Regions from separate parts of the Mus musculus genome. Here all the other regions are linked to region 1. A link is a contact called in public ChIA-PET, Hi-C and HiCAR-type data. All regions are on one chromosome and are shown on one strand. The core of a region is the stretch at or near the end of the contact, and the rest is flanking DNA. Distances in the headings are between cores, read along the strand shown.

Evidence for each region. A called contact is a pair of places that touch in the nucleus more often than the background predicts. ChIA-PET counts read pairs in DNA pulled down with a chosen protein or histone mark. HiCAR-type assays count read pairs that join an accessible place to other places.
Region 2: a HiCAR-type map of astrocytes shows a contact between it and region 1, with 2.5 times the contacts expected there. The contact joins the promoter of Slc35e3 here to the promoter of Cct2 in region 1. A contact is called at or near these places in 1 of 39 promoter capture datasets (pre-B cells) and 1 of 115 datasets of contacts at active chromatin or transcription factors (astrocytes).
Region 3: a Hi-C map of cortical neurons shows a contact between it and region 1, with 4 times the contacts expected there. The contact joins the enhancer-like site here to the promoter of Cct2 in region 1. A contact is called at or near these places in 4 of 484 Hi-C or Micro-C datasets (cortical neurons, embryonic stem cells and pro-B cells) and 1 of 115 datasets of contacts at active chromatin or transcription factors (pro-B cells).
Region 4: a contact with region 1 is called in an RNA polymerase II ChIA-PET map of memory CD8 T cells, with 60 read pairs. The contact joins the promoter of Kcnmb4os2 here to the promoter of Cct2 in region 1. A contact is called at or near these places in 1 of 39 promoter capture datasets (embryonic stem cells), 2 of 484 Hi-C or Micro-C datasets (CD4 T cells and cerebral cortex), 7 of 115 datasets of contacts at active chromatin or transcription factors (the 230-238 cell line, astrocytes, embryonic forebrain and 4 more) and 1 of 9 other capture datasets (liver).

What each region holds. Positions count from the first base shown.
Region 1 is chr10:117,062,183-117,065,486 of GRCm38.p6, reverse strand. It overlaps Cct2 (chaperonin containing Tcp1, subunit 2 (beta)), which reads left to right and starts at 1,635. Exons shown (of 16, transcript NM_007636.3): 1 at 1,635-1,781; 2 at 2,437-2,511; 3 at 2,605-2,670. The coding sequence starts at 1,779.
Region 2 is chr10:117,744,584-117,747,887 of GRCm38.p6, reverse strand. Slc35e3 (solute carrier family 35, member E3) reads left to right here and starts at 1,530. Exons shown (of 5, transcript NM_029875.2): 1 at 1,530-2,103; 2 at 2,893-3,003. The coding sequence starts at 1,702.
Region 3 is chr10:117,674,119-117,677,422 of GRCm38.p6, reverse strand. It overlaps Cpm (carboxypeptidase M), which reads right to left. Exons shown (of 9, transcript NM_027468.1): 7 at 1,331-1,483. Among named protein-coding and RNA genes, the nearest start is that of Gm25709, 13 kb to the right of the region's middle. Within about 2 kb of position 1,597, at least 87 of the 459 cell types and tissues checked have an H3K27ac peak or open chromatin away from gene starts, as enhancers often do. A contact at or near this core is called in cortical neurons, where this site is marked.
Region 4 is chr10:116,471,338-116,474,641 of GRCm38.p6, reverse strand. Kcnmb4os2 (potassium large conductance calcium-activated channel, subfamily M, beta member 4, opposite strand 2) reads right to left here and starts at 1,479. Exons shown (of 3, transcript NR_130644.1): 1 at 255-1,479; 2 at 9-157. Kcnmb4 (potassium large conductance calcium-activated channel, subfamily M, beta member 4) reads left to right here and starts at 1,119. Exons shown (of 3, transcript NM_021452.1): 1 at 1,119-1,456. The coding sequence starts at 1,121.

The sequences.
Region 1 (3,304 bases), core at 386-2,885:
CCTCTGCCTCCCGAGTGCTGGGATTAAAGGCGTGTGCCACCACGCCCGGCAAAAATTAATATTTTCTAAAGAATTATTTATGTGTGTGAGTACACTGTCGCTGTCTTCAGACACACCAGAAAAGGGCATGGGATCCCATTACAGATGTTTGTGAGTCACCACGTGGTTGCTGGGAATTGAACTCGACCTCTGGAAGAGCAGTCAGTTCTCTTAACCCTCGGCCATCTCTCCAATTCCAAGAGAAATCTTTTAAAAAATGATTTATGTAATATATATATATATATATATATATATATATATATATATATATATGAATGAGTGCTCTATCTGCATGTATACCTGCATGCCAGAAGAGGGCATTAGATGGTTGTGAGTCTCCATGGAGTTTCTGGGAATTGAACTCTGCACCCCAGGAAGAGCAGCCACTGCTCTTAACCGCTGAGCCATCTCGCTAGCGCCGAGAAAACTTTTTTTTTTTTTTTGCATTAGTTTTGGGGCTTTTCCCTAGACTATGTATGTTTTAACCATTTCTCTCTTTTTTTAAAAGATTATTTATGTGAGTACACTGTAGCTGTACAGATGGTTGCGAGCCTTCTTGGGAATAGAATTTTTAGGACCTCAGCTTGCTCTGGTCAACTCCACTCAGTTCCTGCTCGCTCTGAGCCAAAGATTTATTTATTATTATACATAAGTACACTGTAGCTGACTCTTCAGACGCACCAGAGGAGGGCATCAGATCTCATTACAGGTGGTTGTGAGCCAACCTATGGTTGCTGGGATTTGAACTCAGGACCTTCGGAAGAGCCATCAGTGCTCTTAACTGCTAAGCCATCTCGCCAGCCCGAGAAAACTAATTTTTTTAAAGGTTTTATTTATTTATTATTTATATGAGTATACTGTAGCTGTCTTCAGACACACCAGAAGAGGGCATCAGATCCCATTACAGATGGCTGTGAGCCACCATGTGGTTACTGGGAATTGAACTCAGGACCTCTGGAAGAGCAGTCAGTGCTCTTAACCGCTGAGCCATAGCTCCAGCTCCCGAGAAAACTATTTTTGATAAACTGGAATATTTAGGACTTGATCTCTGCTTTGAAGTCATGTAAGTTATATTAGGGTGCCCCCCCCCCCCCCCGAGAAAACAAATGAAGCTGAGGTAGGGCAGAAGCAGCATCCCAGAATGGCCAGCCTGGGTCCACAACGTGAGTTCCGAGCTAAGCCAGAGCTACACAGTCAGATCATGTCTGAAAGATTAAATGAAGACTCCTTTATAAAAAAATCATTTAGTAATCTATTGATAAATAACTTTCCCAAAGGAAAAAATAAGCACGAAAATGGGAATGGTTGCCTCCAGGAAGGGTAAATAATAGAAATGATTAGTGTGCAACACTTGAAAATGTACGTCTGACCTTAAAACAAATTTTGAAAGATTATATTTTAAAAATATATGTCAGCAGGAACTTGGTTTCCGCGGCAACCCGCGCGGTACATTGTCTCTTTGTTCTCTAGTTCTATTCTAAAGCAGCCCGCCCCTGGCCCCGCCCCTAGCCCCGCCCACAGCTCAATGATTTCCGCCACCAACTGAGGTCCCGCCCCTTCTCCAGCGAGCCGCTACGCTTCCGGCCCAGCCCGCCACGCAGGAGGCGGAAACCCGTGCGTCCGGCTCCGCCCCCCGCGGCGGAGCGTGTCGTCACTTCCGCCTTTCTCTCTTTCCCCGGCCTGGCTTCCCGGCGCGGATTGTGAGGGGTTCTCTCCTCTACGCGGAATCCGTCGGAACCATGGTGAGCCTAGCTTTCGGCCAAGGACTTAGGCTCCCTGCTCCGCCCCGCTGTGTCCTGCCGCCCCGCTGGTCCTCTTGTCTAACCGGAGTCGCAGGCTCCGAGCGGCCGCCTCCTGGCCCCTCCGCACATGGCTCGGGCCGGGCATGAGGCCTGCGTGGGACCGGGTGACCGAGCTCTCCGCGCGGGACGGGAAGGGGGAACGCACACTAAGTCAGCATCTCTTTGTAAGATCAGGGCTGTTTCTCGGCTAGGGGACCTTGGCGACCCCCGGTCCTCACCCCAAGTGAAGAAGTTTCTAGCAGGACCTGCTGGCTCCGCCCTCTTCGGGGCGGGGCTGGAAGGGCGAGTGGCCGTGCTTGCCTGCGGAAGATGGAGGGTAGCTAGGTAGCTATGTTGGTCCGTGCTCGACCGGCCCAATGTTGCCTTTAGTTTTGCCATTCAGACCAGTGGGTCGGTGTGATGATTTATTCCTGGCGCCCATATGAGCGTCCCTCTCCCCATTTAAGTAAATACCCCACTCCCAGGACGGATTCCTGAAATTAGATGGTAAACCAATTTTCCTTTAGATAATCTACTTCCCGATCTAGTGAGAGGCCCTGGACGGGTGTTAACGAGTACTGGCATTCAAACGGCGTGTGTTGGCTTCCTCTCTTAGGCTTCCCTTTCCCTCGCACCTGTTAATATCTTCAAGGCTGGAGCTGATGAAGAGAGGGCCGAGACAGCTCGCCTGGTAAGCCCGTCTGTTGCTTTTAAATGATAAAATCCAACGCTTTGTGAGGGTAAATTCTGACCGCCTTTTCTGATTTTTCTTTTATAATTTAAGTCGTCGTTTATCGGTGCCATCGCCATTGGAGACTTGGTGAAGAGCACTTTGGGACCGAAGGGCATGGTAAGAAAGATAGGGAATTTTTAGAAGTTTCTTTTGTTTGTTTCTAATTTTGCTTTCCTGCGGTCTTGCGTAGTAGTGGCTGGCCAAAATTTTAATAATGGTTTAAAGCCTTTGGTGTAAATGTAGATAGTAACAATGTTCTTATTTATGTTTTTTAATCTAAAACTTACAAATTATAAACCGTTCTCCTGTGTTACCATCCCCAATCTCACATCCCTCTCCAGTGGCAGCAAGTGTTACCATTTACAAAACTTGCTGGTATTTTTCTTTTCTTTTTTCTTTTTTTCTTTTTCTTTTTTAGATTTATTTATTATTATATCTAAGTACACTGTAGCTGGTATTTTTCTGTTCACTTATAGGTAAGTTTATCATGTTACATATTTTTGCAACACATTTTTAAAGTAACATACTGTTTTTTGTTTATGTGTATCTGCTTTTAGTGTGTTTAACTGTCATATAGTGTTCTGGGATATTTGTTTCCATTGCTGTCTTGTGACAGTGTAGCAGAGCTAGTTTGTATTGCCTGTATGTCTAAGCTTTTTACACATTGAGGTTTGGTTGTAGGATACATGCATAGAAAACATTTAGTAGCCAACTAACTATCCAGAGGTTTTGGTATCTGCATGTATTCTTG
Region 2 (3,304 bases), core at 281-2,780, 680 kb before region 1:
GCTCCTGCCTCCAGGTTTCTGCCCTGTATGAATGAGTTCCAGTCCTAACTCCCTTTGGTGATAAACAGCTACGTGTAAGCCAAACAAACCCTTTCCTCCCCAACTAAGACAAGACATCTAAGTAAACGGGCAATTCTCTAAAAAAAATGCGGTACGAAAGAGGAACGTAGCTGATATGACGGCATCTGGTAAAGGTGCTTGCTTCCCAAACCCTACAGCATGAATTCAGTCCATCTGGTGGACGGAGAGAACTGACTCCGAGTTATCCTCTGACCGTCACACAGGCACCCATACACACACACACACACACACACACACACACACACACACACACACACACACACACGTAATTAACTGTGGAAAATTCATCAAAGAGTCTCTTGTGCCTCTGATGCAAAGACCTTCTTTTCAGTGCCAATTAGAAAAAAACGGTATCCTGGAGAAAACGGGCAGAGACATAAGCAAACAGATCATAAAAACCTATGAAATAGTGTCCAAAACTTAAAACTACACATTAGTTGCAAGGCATGTGACACTTCAATGGGTGGAAGCAGGGAGATCCGTTCTGTGTCATCCTTAGCTCTGTAGAGACTTCCAAGTCTGCTCTATTTAATCCCTGTAACATTGTAAAAGTGGGGGGTCCACGTTTTCAATCAGTGTGGACAGACTTTGAGTTGGTATTTGACGTTTGCAGATGAGAAATACCACTCTCATATTGTAACAGTGTGAATAAAAGTGAATATTGAGATCGAGTCTAGCCTGAATGAGTTCTCGGCCTCGAAAAACAAAACCAAAAATATATAATTTTTCACTTCCTCTCCAGCTCTGTAACTTTGAAACTGGACTGCATGCTTGCTACTATAATATGCCTCTTAGAAGTGCAATTAATATCTTGGGCATACAGGTAAATGTACTTGCTTCTTAGGTTTTACTAAAAAAAAAAAAAAACTTCGTGGGTAAAAAATTCTGTGGTTTAAAGTTTTTCGAGGCAAATACGCCAAAATATGTTTAAATCTACAGTAGACGACAGTTAGTTGTCCATCCACTCTTACCTGTTTAGACGGTTATTTTTGGTTTTTCGAGACAGGGTTTCTCTGTATAGCCCTGGCTGTCCTGGAACTCACTCTGTAGACCAGGCTGGCCTCGAACTCAGAAATCCGCCTGCCTCTGCCTCCTGAGTGCTGGAATTAAAGGCGTGCGCCACCACCGCCCGGCCTGTTTAGACTTTTAAAGATATTTTAAAATATGCTTTCAGTAAGTAATGCTCTGCCCCCCTTCAGAGGATTAAAACAGCTCAGCAACGTGGAGAGTAAAACTGGCGGGGAATCTGCGCCTCCCAGTAAGTCGGGGAATCGGCCACAGAAACTAATCTTCCCTGGGAGCCAAGGGCTTCCCTCCAGCCGAGTTAAGCAACCCAGCGGAGCGCCGAGCGCGCCTGCGCGGCGGAATCACGTGGCTGCGCGGGGGCGGGGCTGGGAGGAGCCGTGGCGGACCCGCTCGGAGGGCGGCGGCCTATTACCTCGCGGCGCAGCGACCGGGACCCGGCTGGCGCATGCCTGTCTCCGGCCGGACCGTGGAGCGGGCGGCTGCGGGCGCGCGGCGGCGGAGAGCCGGGACAGCGGGAGAGCGTCCGAGCGCCCCGCGGGGAGGCTGGACAGCCCGGGCTCGGCCGAGGACGCTGCTCCGCAGCCGGCGGGCATCATGGCATCGCTGGCGGACCGGGTCCGGGGCAACGGGCGCATCGCCGCCGGGCTCCTGTTCAACCTGCTGGTGTCCATCTGCATCGTGTTCCTCAACAAATGGATCTATGTACACCACGGCTTCCCCAACATGAGCCTGACCCTGGTGCACTTCGTGGTCACCTGGCTGGGCTTGTACATCTGCCAGAAACTGAACATCTTTGCCCCCAAAAGTCTGCCGCTCTCCAAGCTCCTCCTCCTGGCCCTCAGCTTCTGTGGCTTTGTGGTCTTCACCAACCTTTCTCTGCAGAACAACACCATAGGCACCTATCAGCTGGCCAAGGCCATGACCACGCCGGTGATCATAGCCATCCAAACCTTCTGGTACCAGAAGAGATTCTCCGTCAGAATACAGCTCACGCTGGTGAGTAGCTGCCGCTGCCGCTGCGCGAGCCTGTCCCTGCCCAGCTACCTGGCTGCCTTTCTCCCCGGGAAAACTGAATACACCTTGCTTATAGCCTGGCACGACGGAAGCCCATTCCCATAATCTTTACTCCACACACGAGCCAGGCCCTTATAAGAAGCTTGTTTGGGGAGGGGTGGAAAAGGCCATCTCGACACTCCGCTGCTATTTAGTAAATGGGTGTGTTCCTGATAGAAATCTTTAACTGCTGGGATTGATGAGGGAGAGAGCTGCCTTAATGGAACAGTTCAGTGTGTCAGGATATCTGCGAAAGCTCAACCTGGAAAGAAAAGAATATCCCCAGGAAATCGAACCAGAAGTGATAAACATGAAATGGTTTAGCATAAAATACCTCGGAATACACCTTCAGTGGCACACTGCTGGGGTGCCTTGTGTTTACATAAAAGGAGATTCGTTAAAATAACATTAGCACTTAGTGGTTTTTTCGTTTTTCCAGTCATAATGCTTTCCTCCTTCCTTGTTTATGCTTATGTGTTAAGTACTGGTTTGGGGGATTATTTTATTCCCTGTAAATGTGTGTCCTGTTTCCTTACAAAGCACAACGCACGGATTCATATTTTCTTCCAGATGTAGAGTTGTATGTGAATCTCTGTAGAGAAGGATTGGCAGTTTTCCCCAAAGAAAACTTACAGTGCTCCCCCACCCCAGCCCCACTGTTATGTTTCCTTAGTGTTGTAAGACATCATTCTTGAATTTAATCTCACAGCATTTGCCTCTTTGTCTTTGCAGATTCCTATTACTGTAGGTGTAATCCTAAATTCTTATTACGATGTGAAGTTTCATTCGCTTGGAATGGTGTTTGCCGCCCTTGGTGTGGTAGTCACGTCCCTTTATCAAGTGGTTGGTAACTTTTTTTTTTCTTTTTGTGCCTTTTTAGTAGACTTTGTAAATTTTGAAGCTGTAACCCAAGGTTTAGAGACTACAAGTATAGAGACAACAGACATGAGAAGAAAGCGTAACTGAGGAGGTGACGAGAGCAGAGGAGACAGCAGCTCAGGTGTGCGATGCCCACCAAGTGTCCAATTGTAAGCGCACGGTACCCCTGCTTAAGCGCAGCTGGGGACAAACTTCTTGGAAGTCTTCACAAAATGAGCAGTAAGGTTTTGCTTCCTAAGTTCATCGGTCGCATGTGTCATTTACT
Region 3 (3,304 bases), core at 348-2,847, 610 kb before region 1:
ACCTACAGAGACAGTTCTCTCTGACATCATCACCTACAGACAGTTCTCTCTGACATCATCACCTACAGAGACAGTTCTCTCTGACATCATCACCTACAGAGACAGTTCTCTCTGACAGCAGGCAGGGCACTAATGTGGAGCAAGACTTTCTAATAAGTAGCAACAACCACATCAGTATTTTGAAATAGTTTCTTTTTTTTTTTTTAAAGTCAGAAAAAAATATTCCTGTCTTAAACCACAAGGGGGCAGGATTGACGTGCTAATAAACCTACTGTTATCTGAGTTCTCAGCAGATTACAGGGACAGGCGGGTGGAAAAATATTCTTGATACGGCCTAATTAAATGGACTCATAAACTCAATATACCATTGCCAACGATGCTTATGCTATTATTTATTACTTATTATTTATCGGGCTGCACAGCTTCTGCACACTAATACCGTATTAAACATGGCATGCGAAGCTGGCCCTGATTCAGCGCTCTGTGGATCATCCCATCATCCCGATGGCTAGATTAAAAGGCGACAGAGAGGGCAGCGAGGGGCAGAGACATATTCATGTCTTGTTACACCTCCTTGATGATAGTGACGAAGGGTGACTTCACAAAAGAATTCAGAGTGACTTACTAAAGAATCAGTATCGGGAGAGCCTTAATGGATGATGGTTCAGTTATTCCAGGACTCACGGGAAAAGGCCAGCGGAAACTGAAATGTCAGAATAACAACCAAGGACCCAGCACGGTGATTACGTAAGGTGGAGGGAGCCAATGATATGTTTGTAATGTTATAAAGGTGCCGGCAGCACTCGGTTTTATTTTCAAATTTTTACATTTGCTTATTTACATATTTATTGTCTTGGGGAGGCCCCCGTGCTCTATGGCATAAGAGTTTGGAGGTCAGAGGACAGTAGTCAGGTCTCTCCTTCCACCCTGTGGGCTCCCAGGATGAACGGAGGGCACCAGGCTTGGCGCAGGCGCATTTACCTGCAGAGCCACGCAGCGGGCTACAACTAGGCTTCTGATTGAAGATGTTGCAAGAGTACATCCGGTTTTCCTGATCTTTTTGCCAGATTTGCATATCATTCCATATGTAAAATTGGGGGAACTCTGGGCTTTTACGCCCTCAAAACAAGTGACTCATCCTCTCTTACGAACGAACAGCTAAGCCTAGCATCTCTCACACACTGTAGATAACACGTTGAGAATTCAAACCCTTAGTCCTGGCATAGAAAACCAGGTCCAGCCCCAAGTCCCCGGAGGAGGTTTTGTATATGCTCGACGCAAAGGTTCTACCCACGCTGTGAGTGTTAACAAGAAGATATAGGACACAAACCTAGGTGCACCTGTTTTATATATTCGATCAAAGAGGCTTTGTTATCGTTCCAAAAGAGCGGCAGCTTCTCCTCGCGAGGATATTTACAGCACGACAGCTCCAGGGTAATTTCAAAGCACTGGGCCCAGATGTAGTTGTAATCTTGCATTCCCCCTGCAAAGCAAGCACATCTCATTTTTGTTAAGGACCAGTGGTGGAAGGGAGCCAAGTATCACGTGCCCGGGAGACGAGCGAATGAGAAAAAGAGGCATTGGCTGTGAATTAACACATCCGTCACGTGGGGCTTCACAACTCATCACGTGATCAGACAGACACGGGGTCCCGTGAGGTAGCTGGGGTGCAGCTGACTGAAACTCAGTTATGCACCAAAATTAAGTCAGAGATGGGAAATGATTTCCCCCTCCCTTAAAATCCTACATTTCAAGAGCACCCCTCCCCCTTAAATTGCATTCTAACTAGAAAGGAGTAGGGGCGTGGTTAGAGGGTAGAGGCTACATTTTATGTGGGTACAGGCTGTTTTTAAGAAGAGGTTCAGAGGAGGACAGGACACGGTGTAAATGGGGCACTCATGTTCTCAAAGACATTTTAAGTTAAAAATATTGCAAAAAGGAAAATTTAGTTTATTGACTCTACTGCAAAAAGGTAGTGGGATAAACAGGCTGGGAAAGACAGCAGAATATGATTGTTTTTTAAAGTATTTCTGTAGGGCTGGAAAGACGGATACTGGTACTTTCCCAGCAAACTTGAGTTCGGTGCCCAGTACCCGCATCAGGTGGCTCCAGGCCAGGGGATTTGACCCCTTTCTTTTGGTCTCCTGCACACATGTGGCATAGACTCACACAAACATACACGCATACACAAAAAACAAAACGAAAAAAGCAGATCTTTAAAAATATTTCTGTAAACTATAAAATTAATTAAACTAAAATCAGAGACACTGGTTTTAGAGGAATAATAATAATGTTTATATTACTGAGTTTTCAGGGGTTGTTTTTTTAGATTCTTTCCTAAGATCTTTATGCCATCTCATGGAATCTGTCTGAACAGTCCTTGAGGGCAGCAGGTCCAGGGACTCCTGCCCATGGGTGGCAGAGAGCAGGGTGCAGCCTTGTGGCTTTGGTCTTCTTTATGACAAGATGTCTCTGAGACTCAGAGAAGATGCTACTGACTTTAGGAAGGCTCAGACACAGGTGCGTGTGGCTTCCAGCTGTCACTGCTCTTGTGTGCTTTATAATTCTTTGACATTAGGAGACCCTAAATTCAAAGGGTTATAGTTACTGTGTATTTTACAGGGCATGAAATTTCGTATATGACATCTCTGGATTTATGTGTCTTAAAATTTCATGTCTGAAAAATGTGTATTTAACAGAGAGGATTTTATTTCCTGGTGGTATGTTATATTTTATACGAATGACAGCTTAGATTTGATGAAATGAAGTCCCCCCCCCCCCCACTCCTCTTCTCTTTCTGTAATATATACTGAGCTCTAGCCAGAATCTCATTATACCAGTTCAGTGGTCCACCACCAAGCCACACCATCAGCCCTATAGTAACTTTGAAGGAAGTAGATTACACCTTATTACACACAGTATCTGATCTGGTTTGAATGTGAAATGCCCTTCCATAGGATCATGTGTCTGGGCACTCAGTCCTTGGCTGCTCCTGGCAGAGGCAGGGCCACAGTGATAGGGCTAGCAGGTGGCATCTGTCCCTGGTCTCCCAGTGACCTCTGTTTCCCCTGTTTCTACCAATCATGCAAGTGTAAGGTAAATGATGCTCTGTCAGGCACTTTGTCCCAGCAATCAAACCAGTAACCAGTACAGTACCCACCCCAGAGAACACATGTGCTCTAACAGGCACTGGAAAAGTTTAAGTTAAACAAAATGCTCAAGGGATAGAGAGATGGCTCAGGGCGTAAGAGCACTGTCTGCAGTTACAGAGGACCCAGGTTTGGTTCCTAGCACCCACAGCTCA
Region 4 (3,304 bases), core at 230-2,729, 590 kb after region 1:
AAACTTACAAAGGAAAAGTCAGGAGAATAGAGGCTGAATAAAGGTGTACATCGATAGGGTGGAGTTCCAAAGTGTCTGCAAGCCGCGGTCGCCTTGCACAGAGCTCCAGAAAAAGCTCACCTGCAAATCTCAGGGCCAGCTAAGGGTGGCAATATTCCTAAAGAGGCCAACAGAGTCTGCTCTCACCAGCCCGAGGCCAGGCTTTGCCACCTGTTTGCGTCCACCCCCTAGGGGTCGTTCCCGCTGTCTGGCACCTATTTTTCCAGGAAAGTCCACCGACGCTCAAGGCTCCAATCGTGTTAGCCTGCACGGTCCCGGTGGCGGCGTGGGATCCGCGGGGACCTCCGGCTCCCGGCCGCTCGCCTGTGGGCATCCCCCCGCGTCCGCGCCGGTGCCCTCTGTCGCTCGCCGCCACCGGAGCTCCCTTTGCCGGTGCGCCTGCTGCCCCGCAGCTCCCCGGATCGGAGTTTGAAGATTCCCGCTTCGCACGCTCACGCCATCCTCCCCCACTTAAAAAAATTTTTTTTTTCTCTCTTTTAACTTTCTCCCCAGCCACGCTCCCTCGGTGCTAAGCGTTCGCCTCGACCGTCTCCGCCATCTCTCCAGGTTGCATCTGGCGAGGATTCCGAGAGCAGCTCGCGGCGGCCCGGGTGCTCGCCCACGGGAGCTGCGGGGCGCGGCGCGGGGCGGGGCGGGGCGGCGGCGCCCAGGGCGGGGAGGAGCAGCCTCGCTCAACGCGGAGCCAGGGCTCAGCAGCCCAGTCGCTCCCAGCGTCGGGGCGCCGGGCGCTCGGCCGCGGCGATGGCAGGCGGGCGGCGCGCGCGGGGAGGCGGGCGCGGGGCGCGGAGCGCGCGGGGGCGGGGGCGGGCTCGGGGAGCCCCGGGGTGCCGGACGCTGTGAGGCGGCGGTGGCACCCGGGAGCCCGGCCTCGGGCAGCGCCGTCGCCGCCGCCGGGGGCGTCGCCGGCCTCGGCCCCTTTGTTCTCGCGCGCGCCCCCTCGCCGCCCACTCCCCTGCTGTCGCGCGGCGGCGGCGGCGGCTCCTCCCGCCCGAGGCGGTTGAGCTCGGCGCCGGGGGCGGGAGGGGGCGGGGAGCGCGCCAGCCGTGGAGAGTGGGGGGCGATGGCGAAGCTCAGGGTGTCTTACGAGTACACGGAAGCCGAAGACAAGAGCATCCGGCTCGGCTTGTTCCTCATCGTCTCCGGCATCCTGTCGCTCTTCATCTTCGGCTTCTGCTGGCTCAGTCCCGCCTTGCAGGATCTGCAAGCCACGGCGGCCAACTGCACCGTGCTGTCGGTGCAGCAGATCGGCGAGGTGTTCGAGTGCACCTTCACCTGTGGCACCGACTGCAGGGGCACCTCGCAGTATCCCTGCGTCCAGGTGTACGTGAACAACTCCGAGTCCAACTCCAGGGCGCTGCTACACAGCGACCAGCACCAGCTCCTGACCAACCCCAAGGTAAGCGCGCGGGAGCTCCCGCCTAACAGTGCAGGTTCGGGGCCAACGTCCCGGTTAGACCCCAGGGGAAGAATCGAGTGCACTGTCCTCGCTCGGAGTTGATGCGAGGGAGGCATGAGGTGCATGCACGCATCCCTGGAGCCCAGGGCTCCAGACCTCGGGGTGTGTTTGCCTACTGGGCGGTGGTACGCGAGCCTCTCTGCAAACAGATCTTTTCTGTTCTTAGATTTTTTTGAGCTCCGGACCACCCCAGGTCCAGCGCCTGCGGGAAGGGGTTGCCTAAACTCAAGGAGCAAAGAAAGTTAACTTTTCCTTCCAATGTAGCCATGGGATAGCCCAGGACCCAGGTACTCCAGTATATGGCCTGAGCTTCTATGGGGCTCAAGAACTCCCTTCTTTGAGAGGTTAAAGGGGTCTCTTCGCTTCTGGAAAGTATCTTAAGTGACTTTTGAATTTTAGTTCTAAACTGAAGTTTTTAACTTGAGGTCTACAGATAGACTTGGGATGGTGAGGGTGGGGTCAACAGCCATCAGGAGGAATCCAAGAAGAGATTCTGATGAGGTCGGGTTGGTTTGCTTGGTGCTGGTGGTGGAGGCTGAAGGGTCCTAACCACTCTGAGTGTTTGGGCACAATGAGAAGCTGTAACTAAGGAGTAAGTAGGAGAACAACTTACCGAAAATAGAAAGCCCTTGATGACATATACCAAGCAGCGGTTTCCTGACAACTTCTTTTGTTGTTACAGGGGAGGAAAAAAAAAAAAAAAGAGGGAAAAAAATAGATAAAACCTGGTTAGGACTTTCTAGCCTCTGGAGAGCAGAGAGGGAGACTCAGAAAACTTCCCCGGGGTAGGAAAGCACTTATAAAAAGCTGTGTCCCCAGTCCGTGAACTAATTGAGCCTTGCAGTGTGCCTGCTTCTGCAGGAGGGTTCTTTGATGCCTGTGTTCCTTTCTGCTGCCAGCTGAAGGTGTGTATATATATTCAAGTTACTGAGTCCTTGTACTTCCTGGGGGCTGTGCTGGAAGACAAGCAGAAATCATTCCAAAGAAAATGAGTCCTGTGCGTGCAGGAACATGTTCTCTTAAATGTGACCAGATAGATTAATCGGAATTCATTATTTTAAACAAGATCACTACCGCTGTGCAGAGAAACTCGGGCGTAACTCACTTATTTGGAAAGTTAGAAGAAACTAGTCTTTGAACATATGATGGACTCCTCAATGGAAAAGTCTCCCGCTAGTGCACGGAGGCTCGTTTGCTTTTAAAAATGGAGCTAATCCAAGAACAGTAAGTGTAGACGTGAACATTTGGAATCCAGTCTCTAAGGACCAAGGTCTTGCCGAAGTGATCGGTCTCAAAAACAGATGTGGGTTAATCTGCATAGTGCTTGAGAATTTAATAAGAGGTCTGGTGGCTTTGAGAAAGCATTGTAAAAATCAGAATTAAGTGAAAAATATCTAAGAAAGGTGTCAAGTAGTAACTTAGTGATTTGGAAGGTGCTCTGTAGTTTGCCATACAGGTGTAGTCATAGTTGGTGAAACACTGCTAATTATTTTTGAGATAGTCGTTTAATCAATTATATATGTGTGTGTGTGTATACATATGTATATGTGTATACATACATACATATATGTGCATATACATTCTTACAAGGTAAATTCTAACTTGTATGGTTAATATCTAATTTTGGTGTAGACAAGTTAGGATTTACCACAGAAGTCAACCAAAGTTTCCAGGCAGTTTTGCAGGATTCTGGCAACAGGGATAAGTTGGAATCATTAGGACATCGATTCTTAAATAACTTGGAAGCAATCACAATGTTTTATGTAATATTAAAATTCTCTCTCTCTC